Linked DNA regions of Gossypium hirsutum: all the other regions are linked to region 1. The links are chromatin contacts, called in public Hi-C maps. All regions are on one chromosome and are shown on one strand. The core of a region is the stretch at or near the end of the contact, and the rest is flanking DNA. Distances in the headings are between cores, read along the strand shown. Region 1 holds the start of LOC107893784 (ras-related protein RABE1c). Region 2 has its middle 35 kb from the start of LOC107941379. Region 3 holds the start of LOC121225073 (binding partner of ACD11 1).

Region 1 (2,775 bases), core at 198-2,697:
GATGAACAGAAATGCAACGACAACCTTGAACCAAAACGGAGCAGTTATTGAATTTGACAATATTAGGGTGAGAACAAACGGTAAGTTACATTATACAACAACACTTGCAATTAACAGGCTCAAGTGAAATGGTGCCAAGTCATGCTATCAAATTATTTCATCAACCAAATAAGCTACAATGCTAGACCATTTATTTCCAGTCAATGACACCTTCAAACCCAAAAACTAACCAGTTGTAATTGTACGAAACCGCTCTTGCCCAGCAGTATCCCAAATTTGGAGTTTGATCCGTTTGCCATCAAGCTCTATAGTCCTGATCTTAAAGTCAATCCTGCCAAAATAATACATTACCTTATTAAACGACATGCCTCTTTTTGAAACAATACTTGTAACAATAATAAGACTACTACCATTCAAAAAACAACTACCCGATGGTTGTGATAAAACTTGTAGTAAATGAGCCATCTGAAAAACGCAAAAGGAGGCAACTCTTACCCACACCTGCCAACACAAAAGCATGAGTAAACAGACTATTCACAACTCAAATTGAAAAGAATGTGCCAAAATACCAAGACAAGCTCCTGTAGAATAAGTAGTTCCTAATTACAGGTAACTACGACTATTCGTAGCAGAGATGGAAGCTAAGAAACGGGTCTCAAGCAAATGAACAAGCTACTGACTCCAATCAAATCATCAAAATACTAATTGAGACAGAATACAATATCAAATATATTCCTACGAAAAATGCCATCAGCAATTAGCTTAGATTCACCATAAAAGCAGCCATTCTTTTTTTTTTTCCCAATCAACCTGGCTAGTACAATAAAATCTCCATACTACGATAATCTATAAAGCTAAAATGAAGCTTAAGGTAAAGGTCTTTAAATACACATCTAACAAAATAAACCAAAAAAAAAAATCAAATCCTTTCAACGAGCGCTAACATTTTTTCCAAAAACAGTGTAGATTAACAAGTAGATCGCCTTTCAGATCAATATCAGATCAATATATATATATAAGAAATAGTTACCGCTGTCGCCGATCAAAAGGAGCTTTATGAGGTAGTCGTAATCGGCTCGAGCTCTTGCAGGTGGAGCAGCCATGGTAATAGAAGAAACTTATCGAATCAATCAAAAATAAAGGAGAAAATTAACAATCCCTAGTCCCCCGCCACCCCCCCAAAAAAAAAAAGATTCGATGTTAATAATCAAATGTAAAAAAAATTAAAAAAATTAAAAAAGAAATTTGTTTTTTTTTTTAAGAAAAAAATTATTTAGTGAAATGAAAGGGAAGCAATACCGGGTCAGGGAAAAGAAAGAGTGAGATCTGATGAAAGGAGATGAGAGAAATGAGGAGAAAAGCGTCTTTGGAACGTCAGCACCGGTCGGCCGTTGAAAATTTTATTTTTATTATTCTTCTTCTTTTAAATAAAGAGAAAAAACTAAAAAGTGAGACAGTTTATTTGGTGGTTAAAATTTTTCATAAATCCCTATACTATTTACAAATTTAGAATTTAATTCTTATATTTTTATTTTTAAGAATGTAATCCTTTTATTTTATTTCAAAAATCAAGTGGAATTGTTAATATTATTATGTTTTTTATATCACATTTTGAAATAAAACTACAGCTAAAAAGAGTACAAGAGAACAAGGACTTAAGGCATCTCTTAACCTTTATTTGGTACATAAGGAATTTGATTTAGCTCCCAACCCTGCTGTTGAGACCTGCCTTGATGCAACGGTCGTCAACGAACAGAAAATAGCTGGTTGAAGCGACTGGCATTTACTAAACTATTAATTAAACGACATCGTTTCATAGATATATGCCATGGAATTGGGTATCCCTAGTCGTTCTCATTCCAAAATATCACCTTAAATATTGTTTAAGCACCTAAATATTTGTAAATGAGTGTTGAAGTCCGTTTTAAACTTATTCATATTATTTTATAAAAATATATTAAAAATTATGTTATTTTTAATTTAATAGCTAATAAAATATATTTACTAAAATTTTAAATATAAATGATTGAACGTATTCTTTTTATTGTTTATATTATAGTATTATATTATATTTTAGATTTAATTTTTAAATGATATAAATCATGTGATATATAAAATAAAATAAAATATTACTTAATTAGAAAATGGTTGGGTTGAGTGAAGCTTGAACCTTAAATGTTGGAGCATAATCCTAATCCATATTTTAAATGAACCTTTTTTTTTGTCCAAACTTATATTTCGAATCTAATATTTTTGTCTTGAACTTTGCAAATATTGGATAATATTTTGAGCTTGAACAAGTAACCCAATAACTTTAATACTAGTTGGGACAAAATTGGGGCTTCTGTTAGGATCATTTTTAACTTATCAAAACTCTTTTGACACGCTTTTGATCACACAAATTTTTCATCCTTTCGCAAAAGTCGAGTCATAGGTGTGGCCAACATTGAGAAACCTTTCACAAATATTCGGTAGTACCCCGCCAACCCTAGGAAACTATGTACTTTAGTTACATTCCTCAATGGATTCCAATCTAAGACAACTTTGATTTTATTAGGATCCACCTTGATACCGTCAACAGAGATAGCATGACCTAAAAAGGTGGCTCCCTTAAGCCAAAATTCACATTTGTTGAATTTGACATACAATCGATTTTCACGAAGGGTGTTTCGCTAGAAGGGATTTTTCTCTCTCCATGTGAACTCAAGCTCGCAACGAAGCGATAGTTGCCATAGATTTTCTAATTAGAGCATCGACTACGACATTTACTTTCTT
Region 2 (2,775 bases), core at 75-2,574, 160 kb before region 1:
TATACTCGTCAAACTGTGACCATGCACATGCCGGTTTTGCATTAGCTAAATAAAATAACTTGAAATCTTGAATAGAGTCAGTTTGGATGTAGATGAAGTAGGAGGGAATGGGAAGCATGTCTCCATTTTGGTTGAGAGGGAAAGAGAGGGATGGAAGTGGAAAGAGAGTTATTTGAATTTTTCTTTTTTCTCTAAAATATTTTGTTCGTCATTTGTGATTGAAACATATACAAATTTCGAACATAGATGCTCGGATAGTATGACTATATGAAAACAAATAGAATATTTGTGTATTCCATGTTTACATGCATTCGTATAATTGTACTGTCTAAACTTGTAGAATCTAGTATTTTGATAGCGAGGGAGCAGGGGCCTTTCCTAGGGTTGGTGATGATGAGAAAATAGGATGGAGAGAGATAACTCTTAACTAGATTTATAAACCATAAACTTGTATATCTGATAAGGTAGCATTGCCATTGATGAATATCTATCATCTCTGGGTTGAAAGTAGTGAATTTAATTGACAAGCAATTAATCAAGTGGAATGGAGCTTCTTTCTCGGCTATGGCTTCTCTCCCACATGCATACTTAATCCCAAGTTGAACTTGTAAGATAATTAAAAGAAAACTACAAATTGATTTCTAACATTATTGAAATTGTTGTTAAAATGTTATTGAATTGGTGGTAAGCGCTTTAACGGTTTTTTCATATTATTATTATTATTTAGCTACTCTTTTAATTTTCTCTAGAAGGTTTTCTTCTCCAATACTAACCCCTAAAACAAGATTTTTGCCGCCACTAAAGCCATCACCACCGACGGCTTCTTCCAGCCAAAATGACCACCGGTCCACTCCTCTTCTATCCCAAGTTCTCCAATTAGATTTTCGAACATCTTTTGCAACAGAAAACCCTTTAAATTCTCACTTTTACTTTGATCTTCAAACCCTTCAACCCACTTTCTGCACCATCGAATCGGTCTCAGATTTCGACCCTAGTTTCCTCTGACGGAAACCCTTTTTTCAATCGTTGGGATATTTCGAAAGTCACCTATCGAGCCAGGTGAAACTTTCTAAATTTTTTTTATTTTGGTATCTTATTTTTCTTTTTTGGATTCTGGATACAGTTGTTTCAGCTGTTTGTCTATAATGGGTAATGGTTACGTCTTCCTACTGTATGCTCTTGACAAAGTGCTTTTCTTTTTACGAAACAAAAGGAAAGAAGGGAGGAAAATAGCAATGTGTTTAAAGCCAACAGAACGAAGCGCTGGACACTGCGGCGTACTCCGCCTAACGCTTAGCTTCTAGCTGTAAGTTAGGCCTATTTTCGTTGCTCCTCATGGCAAACGGGTGGGCTCAAACAGGTTTAGATTGGACTTTCATTAGATTCAGTTAAGTTTGGGTTCGGATATTTTCAGATTCAGGTTCGGATTAAGCTAGATGAGTTTTGAGGAATTTAAATAATTTTGAAATTTAAGTTATAAATATTTTCATTTCGAATGTAACAATTTATTACTTTTATATAATGACAACACGATTTAAATTTCTTATAAAAAACATAAATTATACCTATGCAATAGAGTTTTTTTATATAAAATAATTAAAATACTTATTGTATGTAAAATTCATTATTTTATGATATTATATGAAATGACAAAAATATCTTTTATTTATTATTATATTATATTATAAATTTGCGATGCTTATGAATACATTTTCAAAAAAAAAAAGAATTATCATTTTTTTATTTTAAGTAAGACCACAAATTTATATTAATTATGAATGTTTATTATGACTGTTCAATTATAAATTTGAGCTTTTTTGGGTTTTGGGTCAGACCTCAAGCTCAAGCCAGACCAATCTCAAGCTTGAATTTGTTACGGGCTCGGGCTTTCTCGAGCTCGAATATCCTTGGGCTTGATTTTGTTATGGGCTCGGACTTTCTTGGACTCGGATTGTTATGGGCTCAGATAAACATAGGCAGGCTTTCAAGTTTGAGCTTGTTTTGTCAGCTTTACTAAATAAAGCGTATTGACAAGTACATGTTGAGTATTTTTGAAAAGTCGATGTGAGTTTCCATCCCACCTTTGACCTTCCCAAGATAAGATTAACCCATAATTTTTCTTTATTGACCTTATATATTATGATTCGATTTTCATGAAGAAAGAAGGCAAGCTTAAAGATGAAAATTCTGGCTTGCAATTTTGCGTAGTCTTAAACCCTCTACAAGTGATGAAAGGTCCCCTATGTTGTCTTTAATGATGGCTGCCCCTTCAATAATGTTTTGCTCAAGTCCGCTAGAGATACATAGACAAAGTTCCCCACTAACAAAATTAGTGGTTTGTGTCAAACTGTGACTTACTGAAGGTAAGTGAACAAGAGGTCTAAATCTTGGGGTGGTCCTTTTGAAAGACGGTACAATATTTTCGATCAAATCCTTGAGCTTTTGAATAGTTTCCAAATAATCTTGGATGGGTTTTTTTAAAACCGTCTCATTTCTCACTTTCCAAATGATCCAGAGCACGCAAGTAAATATTATTTAAAATCTATTGACTTCTAAATTGCTAAAGTTAGTGGTGAGTAACTATTGGGAGATTTACCTTGATATGGATGAAAGAGTAAATTGTTCGACTCTTAATGACAAAGAGCAACCAAACTAGATACATCTTGAAAATTAGCATCCAACAAAATAATGATTCAAGGGTTTAGCATCTTTTAAGGCATAGAGAGAAAAGATTCTCACTCATCATGTTGTGTTTGGAAATTTCAAGTTTTACAT
Region 3 (2,775 bases), core at 206-2,705, 140 kb after region 1:
GTAGTTGTATTTAACTTTTTGTTTCGTCAACTTTATGTATTTGCACTCATTTTGTTGCTTTATTTAAATTATGACTTTTGATAATTTTTCATTGCTTATTTTTTGCGACGTTTTTATTCATTCCATTACCTTTTAGTCAAAAAAATAAAAGTAACTAAAAGTATCCCTTTTATGATGTTTTTTATTCTTTCGTTACCTTTTAGTTAAAAAAATAAAAGTAACTAAAGTGTGTTTTTTTTATGTTTTTAAAATTATTATTCTTGACAATTTCTATATGTCACAAAATAAGAAAACAATTCAACGTTTTGGATCGACTTTTTCGTGACATTTTTAAACATCACAAGAGAAGAAATTAATTTGTGACGCTTTTGATTGGTCAATGTGGTGCTTTAAAAAGTAACATAACAGAAAAGATACCTTTCACATTTTTTAAGTATCACGACTTTTAGTTACATTACATCTGTGACGTATTCTTACTTTTTGCCAAAAATGTCACGAAAGGTCAAAACTTACTTTTTTGTGACGTTTTTGGTATTTCCATAACATTTTTGAAATTTTACAAAAATTCATTTTTGGAGCCATGTTTATTTATATATAAAATCAATGGTTAAAATTTAATCACATATCTTTTAATCCAATGATCCATATTTAATTTCATTAAAATATTTCTTATCTGTTAATTTAATATTCAAAAATATTTTTTAAGGTAGAACGACTAAAATTCCTTTAAAGATATAGATTCCAATTTTCACGAGGAAGCATGAGAGACAACACTAGTCCGTCATCAAAACCACACCTACTCAAATAGAAAACAATTGGTAAAAAGATCTCTATGGTCTCTCTCAATTTTAACATTGAACAAATTGGTCATTTTAAAAAAATAGAGCAATTTAATCTCTACCATTTTCGAAAGTGAGCAACTAAGGACAATTAATCCAATGTTAATGTTTTTTTTATCAATTGTACATCTTATTATTCACATAATAACAAATTTAGCCCTTAAATTTTAGATATTCTGTCCGTTTGGTCTTGATTTAACAAATTTAACCTGTGATATTTACATATTTTATCAATTTGGTCCTAATTTAATAAATGTAACCCCCCAAACATTTACACATTTTGTCAATGTTTACATTGAATATATAAACATCAATAGTAAATTTATTATTATATCAATTAAAATTATGCACAATTAACAGAAAATATTGACATCGTGATTAATTTTCCTTAGTTGCTCACTTTCAAAATTAATAAAGATTAAATTTTTTTAATTTTTTTAAAAGAACCAATTTGCTCAATATTAAAATTTAAAGAGATTGGATATATGTTTTTACAAAACAATTCTTTCCCATTCAATGCTAACTATTTTGGTCGCAAGAAACTAAAAATGAAAGAAAAATTGTAAAAAGAAAAATATCATTTCCTATAATAAAAAAATTGAAAGTTGTTTGATTGATCTTACGCGCCCCAGCACTTCAAATCACCTATAACCAATTCTACTCGAAAGTAGAATAGCTACGCTTCTCATTTTGCATCAATATCCCGAACATACCCTCAATACTGTTTGGAACTGTCATTTATAGTTATTTATTGTCCACCTCGTAATTTCATTCACATTTCACACCATTTAATTTCTACCCCTCGGGAAAACTTCCATTTTCTTTGTGTTTTGTTGAAAAGAATAGAGAAATAAAATTTTATTCTCCGCTTAATAAAAAATTCGATCTCTTCCGCCTTTAAACGGAACTACATGGCGGTTAGTGCTTCTTTTTTCTTTCGTTTTCTCATATCTTGTTTCGTTGACTAAAACAATTTATACTTTTTAACAATTCGGATTCAACTTCAAGATCTAATGTTATTCTTGTTTTGATTTAAATATCGTTAATTGAGTTTGTAATATTTTTTTCTCCTTTTTCGATTAATTCCATCGGGAAATGAAAGACAATTTGTAATTCTTTTTAATTGTTTAAGGTTTCATATAGAATCTAATTTAATTTTAGTATTCTGCAATTGTTATACATTTGATTTTCTTTTCAATTTCATCTGAAAATGAAAAGAGAATTTGTAATTATTTTAACTTTTTAAGGTTTCAATTATCTAACGATATAATGTAATTTAAGTTTTGTATTTTGCAACTTCTATGCATTTGATTTTTTTCCTTATTTCGTTACATAATGCGATTGTTTTTTTTTCCCGATTCTTAGCAATTTATAATATATTTTCCATTTGTTTGTTTGTAAATATTTTTGGACTTTACTAATAAAGATTTCTTTATTATTTTGGATTTGTATGTAAACTATACATTGATCTGTTTGATTTCACTTCGTTGCATACATAACAATTTTGAAAGCTGGTACACATTAATTAGGGTGTAAAAAATTGCTTAATTAATGCTTTCTTCAATTTTTGAAAAAAAATGCAGAGTTTAGCTCGCTCTAATGTAAATGCATTAGACCTTCCCTGATTCTTTATTATCTGAGTTATTAACTTCCTACGAGGTTGAAACCTAATGGAAATTTTGTTTTGACGTTAGACTAAAAAGATATATGGGATATTTTCTCCTTAAATGCAATGGGGGATTGAAGATGATTTATCAGTTTTAGCCTTTTAGGGGTTTATTTGTAACTTTTTCCGTCTTTTTTATTTTTTGACAGACCCAATCTGTGAAAGTGGGAAACGTTTCCTTGGGTGCATCTGAGAAAGATCTCAAGGAGTTCTTTTCCTTCTCCGGTGAAATTGCATATGTTGAAATGAATGGGTTAGTATTGCTCCGAC

Evidence for each region. A called contact is a pair of places that touch in the nucleus more often than the background predicts.
Region 2: a Hi-C map of fibers shows a contact between it and region 1, with 2.0 times the contacts expected there. The contact joins the enhancer-like site here to the promoter of LOC107893784 in region 1. A contact is called at or near these places in 4 of 34 Hi-C or Micro-C datasets (fibers, hypocotyl and leaf).
Region 3: a Hi-C map of leaf shows a contact between it and region 1, with 3 times the contacts expected there. The contact joins the promoter of LOC121225073 here to the promoter of LOC107893784 in region 1. A contact is called at or near these places in 8 of 34 Hi-C or Micro-C datasets (anther, callus, hypocotyl and 2 more).

The regions. Positions count from the first base shown.
Region 1 is chrD13:22,573,000-22,575,774 of Gossypium_hirsutum_v2.1, reverse strand. It overlaps LOC107893784 (ras-related protein RABE1c), which reads right to left and starts at 1,447. Exons shown (of 10, transcript XM_041108904.1): 1 at 1,300-1,447; 2 at 1,031-1,159; 3 at 429-501; 4 at 231-331. The coding sequence starts at 1,103.
Region 2 is chrD13:22,735,655-22,738,429 of Gossypium_hirsutum_v2.1, reverse strand. It overlaps LOC107920390. Among protein-coding and RNA genes, the nearest start is that of LOC107941379, 35 kb to the right of the region's middle. Within about 2 kb of position 1,324, at least 4 of the 9 cell types and tissues checked have an H3K27ac peak or open chromatin away from gene starts, as enhancers often do. A contact at or near this core is called in fibers and leaf, where this site is marked.
Region 3 is chrD13:22,437,450-22,440,224 of Gossypium_hirsutum_v2.1, reverse strand. LOC121225073 (binding partner of ACD11 1) reads left to right here and starts at 1,455. Exons shown (of 5, transcript XM_041108898.1): 1 at 1,455-1,756; 2 at 2,655-2,758. The coding sequence starts at 1,751.